Regions from separate parts of the Sus scrofa genome. Here regions 1 and 3 are each linked to region 2. A link is a contact called in public Hi-C and HiChIP or PLAC-seq data. All regions are on one chromosome and are shown on one strand. The core of a region is the stretch at or near the end of the contact, and the rest is flanking DNA. Distances in the headings are between cores, read along the strand shown.

What was found. Hi-C and Micro-C count contacts between places; a contact is called where the count stands out from the background. HiChIP or PLAC-seq counts read pairs in DNA pulled down with a chosen protein or histone mark.
Region 1: a contact with region 2 is called in an H3K27ac HiChIP or PLAC-seq map of alveolar macrophages. The contact joins the promoter of SOX15 here to the promoter of PLSCR3 in region 2. A contact is called at or near these places in 2 of 5 promoter capture datasets (fetal skeletal muscle and liver), 5 of 47 Hi-C or Micro-C datasets (embryonic fibroblasts, heart right ventricle, liver and 2 more) and 2 of 2 datasets of contacts at active chromatin or transcription factors (alveolar macrophages and skeletal muscle).
Region 3: a contact with region 2 is called in a Hi-C map of embryonic fibroblasts, with 2.5 times the contacts expected there. The contact joins the promoter of EIF4A1 here to the promoter of PLSCR3 in region 2. A contact is called at or near these places in 2 of 5 promoter capture datasets (fetal skeletal muscle and liver), 6 of 47 Hi-C or Micro-C datasets (embryonic fibroblasts, epiblast stem cells, heart right ventricle and 3 more) and 2 of 2 datasets of contacts at active chromatin or transcription factors (alveolar macrophages and skeletal muscle).

What each region holds. Positions count from the first base shown.
Region 1 is chr12:52,883,595-52,888,172 of Sscrofa11.1, forward strand. It overlaps SOX15 (protein SOX-15), which reads right to left and starts at 2,191. Exons shown (of 2, transcript XM_003131946.4): 1 at 273-2,191. The coding sequence starts at 805. It overlaps FXR2 (fragile X mental retardation syndrome-related protein 2), which reads right to left. Exons shown (of 17, transcript XM_003131974.5): 13 at 4,102-4,299; 14 at 3,808-4,008; 15 at 3,614-3,709; 16 at 3,382-3,482; 17 at 2,338-3,036. The coding sequence ends at 2,941.
Region 2 is chr12:52,721,846-52,726,534 of Sscrofa11.1, forward strand. It overlaps PLSCR3 (phospholipid scramblase 3), which reads right to left and starts at 2,725. Exons shown (of 7, transcript XM_021067824.1): 1 at 1,179-2,725; 2 at 672-913; 3 at 529-571; 4 at 210-430. The coding sequence starts at 1,185.
Region 3 is chr12:52,865,234-52,870,108 of Sscrofa11.1, forward strand. EIF4A1 (eukaryotic translation initiation factor 4A1) reads left to right here and starts at 3,246. Exons shown (of 11, transcript NM_001100196.1): 1 at 3,246-3,282; 2 at 4,650-4,698. The coding sequence starts at 3,260. It overlaps SENP3 (sentrin-specific protease 3), which reads left to right. Exons shown (of 11, transcript XM_021067831.1): 8 at 755-892; 9 at 1,077-1,160; 10 at 1,276-1,326; 11 at 1,793-2,350. The coding sequence ends at 1,903.

The sequences.
Region 1 (4,578 bases), core at 941-3,440, 160 kb after region 2:
GGGGGGGCGGTGCGGGAGGGGGACGGCGGGGGGACGAGAAATTCAGGTAACTGGAACAGTCACATCCTGGGTGCTGAGGTGCCACCGCCGGACTGAGATGGAGACGTCGTCTAGGAAGACCCTGGCTCCCCAGAACTCTCCCACCCTTCACGGGTAGCCTCCCAGACTCCTCTGGAGTGTCCTCTGCACGGGTGTACTCGGGGCCCCTGCCAGCCAGGCTCCCTGACGGGGGCAAAAGCATCTGCGACCTCCCCCGCTCCCTGAGTACTCACCCGTAACCGCCAGGCAGGTAGGCTGTCGAGTAGTTGGGGGGCTGGTACCCAAAGCCTCTGCTCCCCTGGTTAGTCGCGTACCCGGGCCCCCAGACCGGCCCGCCGCCAGCCACACCGCTGCTTCCCTGGCCGAAGTGGGCTGACCCGGCCCCCGAGGTCTTGGTCTTGCGCCGGGGCCGGTACTTGTAGTCGGGGTAGTCGCGCAGGTGCCGGGCCCGGAGCCGCTTAGCCTCCTCCACGAAGGGCCGCTTCTCGTCCTCGCCCAGCAGCTTCCACTGCGCGCCCAGGCGCTTGGAGATCTCGGAGTTGTGCATCTTCGGGTTCTGCTGCGCCATCTGGCGGCGCTGGGCGGAGCTCCACACCATGAACGCGTTCATGGGCCGCTTCACCTTCTCCAAGGGAAGCCCCCCGGAGACCACTGGGCTCCCGGCGCCCTCCCGCTCCTGGGAGCCCGAGGATGCGGAGGTCGGGGCCGCGGGAGTGGGAGGCTCCAGGCTCCAGGCCTGATCCTGAGAGGAGCCGGGTAGCGCCATGGGAGGGTGGAGGGAAGCCTTAAGAGGGCGTCCTACACGCCCTCGCCTCCAAAGTGAATCGTTGATCCCCAAACCCGAAGTGCCTTCCTAGCCCGGAGTCGTTACAGAGAAACTCGTGTCCTTAAAAGTATATGTCGTCCCCAAGTTCAGAGTCCTTGTAATGGCGCTCCTGCTCCCAACCAATCCGGCACGTTTGGGGAGTCGGGCGCGAAATCCGCTCTTGGTACCCTGTCCGGGCCAGGTTATGCTCTCCTCTCCTGCTTGCCGCGAGGTCCCCGACCTGTCCCGCTCCCCGTACCCGCTGCTGGCCACCGGCCCGGGGCTCGGTGGAGGCGGCAAGCGCTCACGCTCTCGTCTCTGGAGTCCCGCAGCTGCCAGGCGGCGCAGCCCGGGTACCTAAGGCCTCGCTCACCTGGCCGCAGCTTCTGTGGCTGGCGGGTGGGCCAGAGCCGGGAACAGCTTTTAACGACTGACTCCTCCCCACTCCCTCCCAGTGGGCCGCGCCTCCTCGAGGGCGCCAACATCCCCCTCCCTTAGGCGAACCCAGGTGTCCCGTTCCTCCCAGCCCCCAACGCTCCCCCTTAGGGCACCCCGCCCCCTCCCCACCCAAGACCCAGAAGTCAGACCTTCCAGCCCCGGGAGCTCGAACAGCTTCCCCTCCCTTCTTAAGCACTGGCAAATTAAAGTCAATGCCTTTGCACAAAGGGATCAAGCTCCAGGGGATCAAAAGCCCTCAGGGTCAGAGTTGTGCTGGGAGGAAGGTGAAACACCCCACCCCCACTCCCACCCCTTCTCAGAGGCCTACTGCTTCTCAAACCCCTGACCTGTGCCCCGGGGCAAAATAGCCAGGCGGTCAGGAGGTAGGCAGGCCATTTCTGTTTCCTGAGTCATCCCAGCAGGTGCTTGGGTTGGCAATTGCAGCCCTTTCCAGGTGAGAAAATTTAAACCCTCCCAGCCACAGCCCCCAAACCCAGGTTTTTCCACTGCACATTTTATCTCCAAACCTCAGAATTAGGGAGGCAGGGACGACTCCTGAGGCTGAGAGGTCAGTGACGTGGATGCTGGAGAAAAAAGCCTGGATCCAGAGCAGAGAAGCAGGAGGAATGAGGGCTGGACACCCAGGTCTCAGGGCTGTGGGCGAGGGAACCCTGCTCCCCACTCTGCCCAAGGCCCAGCCCAAGCCCCAGGCCTCAGGTAATCCGATTAAGCAGCCTGCCTTGGCTCTCAGCTCCTGGCAGGAAGAGCTCCAGCTCTACCTGGCCCGCCGTCGTGACTCAGGGTATAGGAGTGGCCCAGCTCCCTCTACCAGCACACCTGAGGGAGGGGAGAGGCAGCAAGCCACTCTCCTCTAGACCCAGGAGGGTACCTGGGCCTGGGGATCTGAAGAATGTCAGAAATTCCCAGAAGGAGACCATCTTTGGAATGCTAGAGAAATCAGGTGTGGAGATAGAGGAAACGAGGGCCAGGGGCCAGGGCAGGTCATTCCTACACAGACAGACCAAACTGGCACAGGAAGGCGCAAGAACCAGAGAGCCATTTGGATTTTTTTATTCTCTTTTTAAATACTGTACAGTGAAAAATAAATACGCCTTCTCATCCACCAGACAAGGTTGGTCCCCCCTCCCCTGGGGGACCTTGTCACCCCCCTTCATACACACCCCTGGTTCTACTCCAAAACCTTCCCCATGCCTCCCACCCACTTAGACCCTTACTATCCCCGTCTTCCACAGTGATGAGGCCCCAGAAATGGGGGGTACAGGACGGGAGTAGGGATAGCAGGGGAACCCCCCTGAACTGTCACATCTGGGTGGGTCAAGGAGCACCCCGCACCAACAGGCGGAGAATGGGGGTGTTCAGAGAGAGATTGGGGCATTAGAGGATAAAGGCACATCCAGTCTGATGGGGAAGGAGAGAGGCTCCCCTTACCCTGGGGGTAGGGTGGACAAGAGGGAGGGGGTATGACCCTGTTACACACCCCTCCACTAGCTCCTGGAGGTTGGGGGGGACCCAAGCTGCTGTGCCACCCCCCTCCCCCCTAGATAAGAGCAGCTCCAGCGCAGGTCAGTCGGGCCTGTGAGGGCCATGGTGTTGGGCAGCAAGCGAGATGGAGAAGGGAGGGATGCGGGCTGGAGGGTTTATGAAACCCCATTCACCAAACTACCCAACTCCAGGGGGGCGGAGAGCTCCCCATTCTCTGAGGGGCCCTTAGGAAGCTTGCTGACAGAGTCACCCTGAGGGGGAAATGGGAAAGAAAACGGAGAGGACGAAAAGAGAAGGGTCAGTAGAAATCCAGGTAACGACAAGCCCCTACCGTCCCCTTGCGCCAGGCATCCGCTGACCCGGGGGTTGGTTCACCTGATGGGACTCTAGTCACATTTACTCAGATCCAGAAAATAAGAACCCAACTTTCCTTTCTCCTCTACTGAAACTTTCCAGTATTCTAAATGCAGCCTACACTCCGTCAGACACACCTTCTCTGCAATTTAGTAAGAGATTTCTTTGGCAGTTTTCTTGTGCCCCCCCTGCCCTAGAACAACAAAAAAGGAGGTAGGGGGAACTACATCTTGCTTGCCTACCTTCTGTCCTGAAAGAGAATCCTCTGAAGGTTTAGTGCGTTCCAGGGGTGGCCGCTGGCGGCTCTGAGACTCTGCTCGGGAGATATAGTCAGCCACAGTCACTGGGGAAGGCAGAGGACCGAGTTTCAGAAGGGACCCAGGTACCCGACCACTGAACCCCAAGCCCGAGAGTTCACAGGCTAGGAGGCAGCCTGTTCTCTGAGGAAGGAGCTGAGCCCCAGGGCTGGCTGACCTGGCTGACGGTCTCCACTGACAGAACCATCAGTCCGGTTACCACGGTTGCGGCGGCGGCGGCTCCGATTACGACGCTGGGGTCTTGACTCATCTTCTGTGGGGCAGGGAAAAACAAGAGCTGTGCATCAATCTCCCACCTCTCAATTCTTGCCCAGTTCTAATTTTTCGGACCCAGGTACACCCCTTACTTACCCAGGCCATTCTCTGTCATGCTGGGCCCGTCAGACTCTAGGCCTCCATCCATGACAGTCCTGTCTTCATCAGTGCGGCGGCGGCGGGAGCGGCGGCGCCTGGCACTTGCTGGGGGGGGTTCCCCTGGCTCTGAATCAACTGGGGGCTCCGGTTCAGATGTGTCCAGTAGGCTGTAGGGATTACTGTCTGGGTCTTTCAGCACTGGTTAGAGGAAGAAGAGTTAGGAGTCAGGTGCCATCACCGCATCCTTCCTTTTGGCGCACATTCACAAACCCAGCTGTTTGCTTCTGGTACCTGAGCTGATAGACGAAGAGTTGTATCTCGAGGTGGGCCGGGGGGCAGGCGGGGGTCCCCTACCCCGGCCCCCAACAGGCCGCCTCCGGCTTTCTTCCGACCGAGTCGGGGGATCCCTGTCACCGGGCCCAGCTCGGCTGAGCTCCTCCCTCTTCTCTGACTCCGTCTCAGAAGCTGTAGATGGGTCTGAGCTGGGGCCTGACGAACACCAACACAGTGAGGTTCAATCAGGGTCACTCTCCCTACCCCAGGATCCATCACAGCCTCCAGGCTGAAGACTCTCTCTCTCCTAAGTCCTCCAGCCAATCACTTTGTTTTCTTCCTTTTTTTCTTTTTGGTCTTTTTAGGGCTACACCCACGGCATACGGAAGTTCCCAAGCTAAGGGTCGAATTGGAGCTGCAGCTGCCTACGTGGCCACAGCAACTCGGGATCCAAGCCTCTGCAACCTACACCACAGGTCACGGCAACACCGGATC
Region 2 (4,689 bases), core at 1,475-3,974:
TACTTTTATCACCTGTCTCTCTCCCCTCTTAAGACTTCCCATCCCCTTCGCTAGACTACCTGTCACGCTCCTCTCTAGACCTCCCATCCCACCTGCTGGCCAACTTGCACTTGAGGCACCACTCTCCCCATGCCTCCTCCCGGGTCTTGCTCCCATCACTGGCCGCCCCCAACCCGAGTCTCTCCCTGGCCGCATCCTTCCCCACCCACCTCCTGGAGGCCGCACGGACAGCAGCTGCAGCCACAATGGAGAGGGCGGAGCAGGCGGAGCACCTCTCGGTCCCCGGGGTCCACCAGGCGGACTCGCAGGGGCCGACGGGCGCCACAGCACAGACGAGCACAGCAGTTGCTCTCCTCTGCAGCCTGACCTAGGGGCTGTCCGGCCCCCGAGCGCAGTTCGTACCGGTTACAGGTCTCCCAGCCCAGGAGCGCTGCCAAGGGGTGACACGCTGAGGCTCAGGCACCACTGGACCGAGAGCCCACGATCTGCCCCCATCACGAGGCCCAACCTACTCCTCCTTCCACTCACTTTCCACCCGCTCAGCTTTCTGGTGAATCAAGATCTGATCAATCTGGAAAGAGAGTAGGGGCCGCGCAGACGTCAGCTGGAGGATCGAGACGCCTGGGTACCCCCCCCGCCCCCTCACCCCTCCCTCCCTTCCTTCCACTCACCTGCACCAGGAATTCGAGGCCGAAAGGCACCCCGGGCACTGGCAAGAAGGGGGCAGCTGGCCCCGGGGCCGCAGGGCCGGGCGAGGGGAAGAGAGCAAAGCCGGGCGCTGGGGCAGGCACGTGGGCAGGCACTGGCGCCTGGCTGGGCCCGGGCCCAGGATGCAGCGCCGGCTCCGGGTACCCAGCGGTCACAGGATAGGGAGGTGGGGGCGAAGGGGCGTAGCCCTTGGGGGGTATGTAGCCTGTGGGGGGACAGGAGTAGGTTAGAAGGGGCCTCCCCACCTCACCCCTCTACCCCTTAGCCCGCGGGCTGCCAGGCTGAGTGGAGGGAAATGTGGTGGCAAGAGACGGAGAAAGATGGGGCGGGGGAGCAGGGCGGCGGCTTCCTGGGAGGAAGGGAGGGGCCCCACACAGCCAGTCCGAGCACATTCCCGGAGGATGCGTCCGACACTGGGCTCCCAAGTCCGTGAGGGGATAACGGAGACCCTCAGCCTTGCACCCACTTACCTGCCATGGGAGACGGGGGAGGGTTCGCGGGATGTCGGTGTCCCGGAGGCTTAGTTCTAGAAGTGGAGGCAAGCTCGGAGACAGCCAGACAGACACAGAGACAGACACAAAGACGGACAGGCAAACGCGGAGAGGCAGCTGCGCCCACCGCCGGCCCAGGGTCTCCAGGGCGGCGCGTCTGACTCGGGGAGAAACCGAAAGTGTCAGCGGGCAGGGCGGAGGCCCTGGGACCCTGGTTTCCCTCAGGGGCCCCAGAACCGCCCCCTCCCTTTGTTCTCCCATTCTCCGCGGAGGCGGCTGTTGGCAGACGGCAGGCAGATGGGCCCGCGGTCAGACCGACGGCCCGACCTCGAGGGAGGTCTCCGGACCCCTCAGCGCCCCCAGCTCACCTGAAGCCCCTAGAACAGCCGGGGCGCCCAGCGCTCGGCGGCTCGGGGAGCTAGGGGAGGCGGGCCCGGGAACTGGCTCCGCCCCCGCCCCTACCAGACCCCGCCCCTCCCGGCCTGAGCGACACGCCTGCGCAGAAAGAGTGCCGGCTCTCCTGCGGGGCCTCGGTCCCCAGGCCCCTGGCTCCGCGGCTTGGCGAGCGTCCCCGCCACTTCCGCTCGATGCAGAAGCCCAGAGAGAAGCTCGCCTGGGAGGGCAGCTGGGTGAGACCTAGCTCTGCGACCCTTGCCAGGTCCGCGGGCGCAGAGTCCTCAGTGCCCCTTGGTGGGAACGAGGGCGGCTTGCGCGGCGCTGGACCCTAGGCTCCTCCTCCCGAGGGCGGTTCGGGCCTCGCTGACGCAGCGGAACACCCTGAACACTCATCCGTTGGCTCCTAGGACCGGCTCCTGGCTCCCCTTCTGCCTCCCTGGGACTACCTCGTCAGTCTCCTCTCCCTGACGCAGCAGTGACCCCCAAAGACACCTTGAAATTACAGCACTTCCTTCAGGCGCCCCCAGCCACTCGGGGGACAGGCCACCGGACTGTCAGTAATGATGTAAAATGAGGCTCAGCGGGAGCAGAGGAGGCAGCGCTGTCAGCAGGGAAGGCTTCCCCCAAGAAGAGTCGCATCCTTCGCTTGCTCTGGGTCCTGAGCCCAGGCCCGCAGGTGTGAGGAAGTTCTGCGCCTCAGGGCGCTATAGGCTGAGTGACAGGAGATGAGTTTAGAGAGGGAGTCCGGCCCACGGGCCCAGAAGGCCTTGTGCGAGCTGGGATTTGGCCCCAAAGGCAGCAGGGAGCCCACTGAAGGATTTTCAGATGGAGGGAGAAAGTCGAATGTTTTAGAAAGCCATTTAAACACACGAGAGGCACCCAGTGTGGGTTGTAGTAGTCTGGGGAGAGGATGGCTGTGATAGTGTGGGTGGACAAAAGTGGCAGATTTTAGAGATATTTAGATAATAATATAGAAGTTTTTGAGGAGATGAGATGTGGAGGTGAGGAGTTCAGGATGACCTCATGTGTCTGGTGACCAGTAGATGGAGGTCTCATCCGTCAAGATGATCATGGGGAGGGAGTTCCCGTGGTGGCTCAGGAGGTTAAGAACCCAGCTGGTATCCATGAGGACTTAGGTTTGATCCCTGGCCTCACTCAATGGGTTAAGGATCCGACATTGCCTGATTGTGGTGGTGTAGGTCACAGGCTCAGCCTGGATCCCACATTGTTGAGGCCATGGAGTTGGCCCGCAGCTGTAACTCAGATTCAACCCCTAGCCTGGGAACGTCTGTACACCACAGGTGCGGCCCTTAGGAAAAAAAAAAAAAAGGAAGGAAAGAAAGGGAGTTCCCATCGTGGCACAGTGGAAACGAATCCAACTAGGAGCCATGAGGTTTCAGGTTTGATCCCTGGCCTCGCTCACTGGGTTAAGGATCTGCTGTTGCCATGAGCTGTGGTGTAGTTCACAGATGCTACTCCGATCCTGGGTTGCTGTGGCTGTGGCGTAGGGCGGCGGCTACAGCTCTGATTGGACCCCTAGCCTGGGAACCTCCCTATGCCGCAGATGCGGCCCTAAAAAGACAAAAAGATGAACATAGGGAGAAGCAGATTTGGTGGTTCCTTTTCCCCATGTCCATGTTCTGGGCTGGTCCAACAGCTTCAGTCATCATCTGCATCACACTCAAGTGCCTCGCCTCTCCCCTGGTACCCTTCATTGCCTCATATTCTAGCCAGCCCCAACTATGCAGCAGCCTCCACCAAAATGTACAAACACATAGAAATTCCATTATTCAACAGAGATTAAGTGAGCACCAACTATATTTCAGACAGCATTTAAGGTGATAGGAAAATATAGCAGTTTTTCAAAAAATTAAAATTTCTAATCTTAGAGAAGAGACAGATAATGTACCTTAGATACATCTAAAGTCAGACAGTGACAGGTTCTATAAAGAAAAATGGAGCAGGTAAGAAAGATAGAGAATGGTGGACAGGAGTTGCAATTTTCTTTGGCCACCACACTCATGGCATGCGGAAGTTCCTGGGTCAGGGATTGAACCTGAGCCACAGCAGTGACAATGCTGGATCCTTAACTGCTAGGCCACTAGGGAACTCTCTCTCTCTCTCTTTTTTTTTTTTTTTTTTTTGGTCTTTTTGTTGTTTTAAGGCCACACCTGCAGCATATGGATGTTCCCAGGCTAGGGATCTCTCTCTCTCTTTTTTTTTTTTTTTTTTTTTTTTTTGTCTTTTTGCCATTTCTTGGTCCGCTCCCACAGTATATGGAGGTTCCTAGGCTAGGGGTCGAATGGGAGCTGTAGCCGCCAGACTACACCAGAGCCACAACAATGTGGGATCCAAGCCGAGTCTGTGACCTACACCACAGCTCACAGCAACACTGGATCCTCAACCCACTGAGCAAGGCTGGGGATCAAACCTGCAACCTCATGGTTCCTAGTCGGATTCGTTAACCACTGAGCCACGACAGGAACTCTGCCAGCCTAGGGGTTTAATCAGAGCTGTAGCTGCCGGCCTACACCACAGCCACAGCAACTCGGAATCCATAACCCACTGATTGAGGCCAAGGATCGAACCCGAGTCCTCATGGATGCTAGTTGGGTTTGCTAACCACTGAGCCACGACGGGAACTCCAGGAGTTGTAGTTTTAAAGGATGGACTAGGGAGTTCCCATTGTGGCTCAATGGAAATGAACCTGACTAGTATCCATGAGGATATGGGTTTGATCCCGGCCTCCATCAGTGGGTTAAGGATCCAGCATTGCCATGAGTTGCAGTGTAGTTCGCAGACTTGGCTTGGATCCTGTGTTGCTGTGCTGTGGTGTAGGTCGGCTGCTGTGGCTCTGATTAGACCCCTGGCCTGGGGACCTCCATATGCCTCAGGAGAGGCACTAAAAAAAAAATTAAAAATAAATAAACAAATAAAATAGATGGACTAGGAAGTCATCACCAAGAAGGTGATGGTTGAGCAAAGACGTAAAGGAAGCCAAGGATTAAGCCAGGCGAACTTGTAGGCGAAGAGTGTTTGAGGCAGAGGGAACAAGGGCAAAGGCCCTGAAGTAGGAGTGTGCCTTGTTTGTTCA
Region 3 (4,875 bases), core at 1,996-4,495, 140 kb after region 2:
AGGTGCTCTGCATTGTTTTTAATATATTATAGTCACTAACTAGTAGTAATCTTTGTAACCAACAGGTGAGGGTAGGTATGGTTATTTTCATCCTCTCACAGGAAAGGTAACTGAGGTAGAGTTATTAAGCAGCTTGCCTGTGATCATAAGCTAGTGAATGGAGGAGCTGGGTCGGAACCATGGAGTCTGGCTCCAGGATCCTGAACCTGGGTCCCTCTTGCTACTAAGCACCTGTATCTTTTTTTTTTTTTTTTTTTGTCTTTTCTAGGGCCACATCTGTGGCATATGGAGGTTCCCAGGCTAGGGGTTGAATCGGAGCTATATCCACCAGCCTACGCCAGAGCCACAGCAATGCCAGATCCAAGCTGCGTCTGCGACCTACACCACAGCTCATGGCAACGCCGGATCCTTAACCCACTGAGCGAGGCCAGGGGTTGAACCCGCCACCTCATGGTTCCTAGTCAGATTTATTAACCACTGAGCCACGATGGGAACTCTATCACTTGTATCTTTAAGGCGTGAAAAGTACCCGTCTTGGGCTCTCGAGTGTTCTGCACCACCTCCTCTATCACGCCTTCTTCGCTCACCCTGAGAATCCACACATCCAGATGCTGAGCCTTGGCTCACAGTCCCCGGGCAGAAAATTGAGTTTGTCCGCTCGGCTCGGTGCCTGCTCCTCCATTCGTCTTTGGGAACCGCGGCCAGAGACAGGATGCCTGTGCTGCCTTCCTCATGCGCCCGCTCTGCCTCCTAGGTGGACATCTTCAACAAGGAGCTACTGCTGATCCCCATCCACCTGGAGGTACACTGGTCCCTCATCTCTGTTGATGTGAGGCGGCGCACCATCACCTATTTTGACTCGCAGCGCACCCTGAACCGCCGCTGCCCTAAGGTTTGAGAGAGAAGGGGCAAGCTGGGCAGCATGTGGGGAGGAGAGCCAGTGGCAAGGCATCTCAGGCGGAAGGGTGGGTCTTGAGTCCTTGGGAGCACCCCGGGCTTGGCGCCTGCGACCCCCGGACCCCGGGTGCAGTTAGCACAGTAGGGCCATCACGTCCTCCCTTCCTCCACCCACATAGCATATTGCCAAGTATCTCCAGGCAGAGGCAGTGAAGAAAGACCGGCTGGACTTCCACCAGGGCTGGAAAGGTTACTTCAAAATGGTAAGTTTCTAGAGGAAGGTTGGAGGTGGTGGTGGTGAGCATGGTAGGAGGCAGAAGTTGAAACCATACCCCTAGGGTCTCCAGGTAAAGAGCTGACCTTCTTTGTATTCTCTAGAATGTGGCCAGGCAGAATAATGACAGTGACTGTGGCGCCTTTGTGTTGCAGGTAAGCAGATGCCAGTTGGGTTTAAGGGTTGGGAGGGAGGCGGGAGCTGGTCTGCAGCCCTCATTTGGTTCACAGCCACTTATGGAGGGGGAGTAACCTAATGTATTAGGATGTCGAAACCCGGGTTTCATCGGTCCTCTCGTGGGCTTCTCCGTGCCTCTTTGAAACTGAGTCTGTGGTCCTTGGTCTCTGGCCCTGATAGAGCTTCCTCCTGCTGCTTAACGCAAAGCATTTTCTGTTAACACTGGGTATCTCATGTCCCAAAGAGGAACATTGGCTTTAGAGTCAGACTTTTTTTCCTTTTGAGCACCACTCGGTGGGACCTTAGTTTCCTTTGTTTGTGAAATGGGAATGTTTTGGGGAAGATCCAGTGAAATGTGTGTCATATGAAATACGTCGCACGGATCCTGACTTGGGGGTATATGCTCAGTAGGTGGTTCTCATGGCCTGCTTTGTTAACACCTAGTATTGCAAGCACCTGGCCCTGTCTCAGCCATTCAGCTTCACCCAGCAGGACATGCCCAAACTTCGTCGACAGATCTACAAGGAGCTGTGTCACTGCAAACTCACTGTGTGAGCCTCGTATCCCAGGCCTCAAGCCCATTCGTTAAATGGGCAGGGGGACATGGGAGATCCTTCCTTCCCAAGAAACTCCAATTCCTTTCCTCTCTTGCCTCTTCCCACCCAATTCCCTTTGGTTTTTCATATTTAAATGTTTTAATTGATTTCTGTATTTTTTTCTTTGAGAGAATACTTGTTGATTTCTAATGTTCAGGGGGTGGCCATGGAATATCCCCTTTCACCCTCTGTCTGCAGGGGAGTATGGCCTTGTGGCCTGGGTGGGGCAGTCATCTCCCTTTCATGTGCAGGGTGGGGGACGGGGCAGGAAAATCTGTGCTGGGGGTGGTGGGCGGACAATGGGATTCCTGCCTGCCAGATCTTCAAAACTTTTATATATATATATACATATATATATATATGCCATGGTCCTGCTCTGGTCAATAAAGGATCCTTTGGAGATACATAGTGGTGGTCTTCCTTTAGGGGCCGCAAAACTAGTGGATATGCTCTCAGCCTTTCCTCCAGCCAGTGCTGTTAGCTACCCTTTTTGGGTTTTGAGACTTAAGGGGCCAGTTTTCCATCCCTGGCTCACACAATGCCAACGCCACGTCCTCAAAAGAATCCTCCAGCTAGCGGAGCCAGGGCTGGAAGGAGGGGAGAGTAGGTAAACCTCAAAAATAAGGGCGCTTGAGGGGTCCTAAAGTTGGGGAAACAGGACACTTAAGGGAGCCGGCCAGGATTCCTGACAGCAACCTCAAAAGCCCCTAAGCCCACAAGTCAATTACTCCATCCCTCCTCCCTCCAGCCAGGGGAACCGTCCCAGCCGCTGGGTAATGGATCCTGACTTCAGCCCCCTGTACGCTTGGAACACCTCGGGCTTGGTGTCCGATTTATCTTTGCTGCAGGAGAGAACAAAATTGAACGTGGTCTGGTGGACACCTGTAACAGAGGGTAGCGGTAGTGGTAGTCCCGGGAGCCCGGAAGTCCCTGGAGGCTGAAACCTCGCCCCCCTTGCGTGATAGGGCCTGGTAGGCCACATGACTGAGGCACTCTCGCCTCCGCACGTGTAGGGGTGCAGGGCCCCAAGATGGCTGCCAGGCCTCGAGGCCCGACTCCAGTATGTCACTTCCGTACCGGCGAGAAAGGCGGGCCCTCTAGCCAATGAGGCTGCGGGGCGGGTCTTCACCTTGACGGGCGCTCAAGTTATCCAATGGTGGCCGCGTGCCAGGGCGCCTACGAACTAACGTCACGCCTAGTTGCCGAGCGGCGGCAGGCGGAGCTGAGGCGGCCAAGCCAATGCGATGGCTGGGGCGGGGTCGGGCGCTCTATAAGTTGTCGATAGGCGGGCACTCCGCCCTAGTTTCTAAGGATCATGTCTGCGAGTCAGGATTCCCGGTAAGCAAGACACTTGCAAGAGACTGTGGCTGCTTACCTTGCCGCCCTTTTCGAGGGCCCGGCGTGGGGAAGCTGAGGCCCGCCGCCCTAGGCCCCCCCAGGGTTGCGGGGAGACCAAGCCGGGAGGACCCGTCCGGGGAGGTGGGGGGAGTTAGGGGCGGGTCCACGGCCGACGCTGCCAGGGCCTAGGCAGAGGCCGAGGACGGCCGGGCTTTCGGGACCCAGCGAGCGAGTTTCGTTAGGAGGCCTCGACCGACGTGGTGCGTGAAGCTTGGTCGCTGAGTGGGGTGGCGAGGTCGCGACCTGTTGTGAGAAAGGAAGGTAGAGGCGGCCGTGCGTGGCGCGGAGCCGCCGGTCAGATTGTCTCACTGCGGGAGGGAGGGTTCGCGCGCGCTCGGGACTCCGGAGGATTCTGACGGTACCACTCGCCGAAGGTGGGGGTGCCTGGATCCTCAGTCGCTTGGTCGCGTGAAGCTATGGGTCGCGGGAGAAGAAGCCGGCCGTTCAGTGTGCTGGTTTTCTTGACGGCCAGGACCGACCCTAACCCCGAGGAGCGGCCGCTTGAGGCACCGGGAGCCCACCCGGCGCCGGGCGGGCGGGTCCATTTTGCCGCACAAGCCGGGCAATTGGCAAACTGCGGATGGGCAGGTCCACTTTCCTTCGGGGGTGAGCGGCCTGAGGTATGGGAGGGCGACGCCATTTCGCGACGGGGGCGGGCGGGGTGTGGATTGTTCCCCGGAGGGGAGGGGTGCGCCGCCGGGTGGTCGAGGAGGCGAGCACATGGCGGCCTGAGGTGCTCCCCTCCCCCATTCGGCTTCGCTCTTAAGTGTTGTGCAATCTCCCCCCTTGCTAGCTCGGCTGGGGCTCATTGTGCGCGAGGCCGCCACCGCCCGCGGCCTCCCACATCCGGGCACCGCGAGGCGGGGAGATGGGCTGGAGGGAGTGGGGGAGGGCGCGGGCGGCATGACGTGGGGGGGAAGGGGATGTCCTCCTCTCGCATCTGGGAGGTGGAAGGCGGGACTTCCGGCGCGCTGGGGCCACAGTGGGAGGTGCACGCGCTGGGTCTTGGAGCGGCCCGGCCCAAGACACGTGGGCCTGGCGGCCAGCACCACCTCTACGCCCCGGGCAGCGCAGCGCCGTTCCTTCCAGTCTCCGGGTCTTCTGTAGGGCAGGGTGGGGAGGCGGCTTGGCCTGAGCAGTTCCAGAGATGAGGCAAAGGCCTCGGCTGTAAAGTAACTGCTCTTGTGTTTCCGGAATTCATGGGGCTTGGATCGGGAGTGAAGACTGATGGTAGCATGCAAAGCCGCTTGCTGGGAGGAAGAGTCTGGTGGTCAGGATTTCTATGTGCTTGTATTTTAAACCAATAGATCCAGAGACAATGGCCCCGATGGGATGGAGCCCGAAGGCGTCATCGAGGTAAGGTTGGACCCCTACCGCCGTTATCCTTTGTAAGAGTATATACAACAAAAGTATGTTTTTTTTCCTCTTTATAATATAACCTCACTGTTTACAAGTAACTGGTCCCTTCAGAGTAGTTTTCTAGGCCGCATAGACCCAACCAGCTGGCTTCCTTGGGGAGGAGAAGGTGGTGGG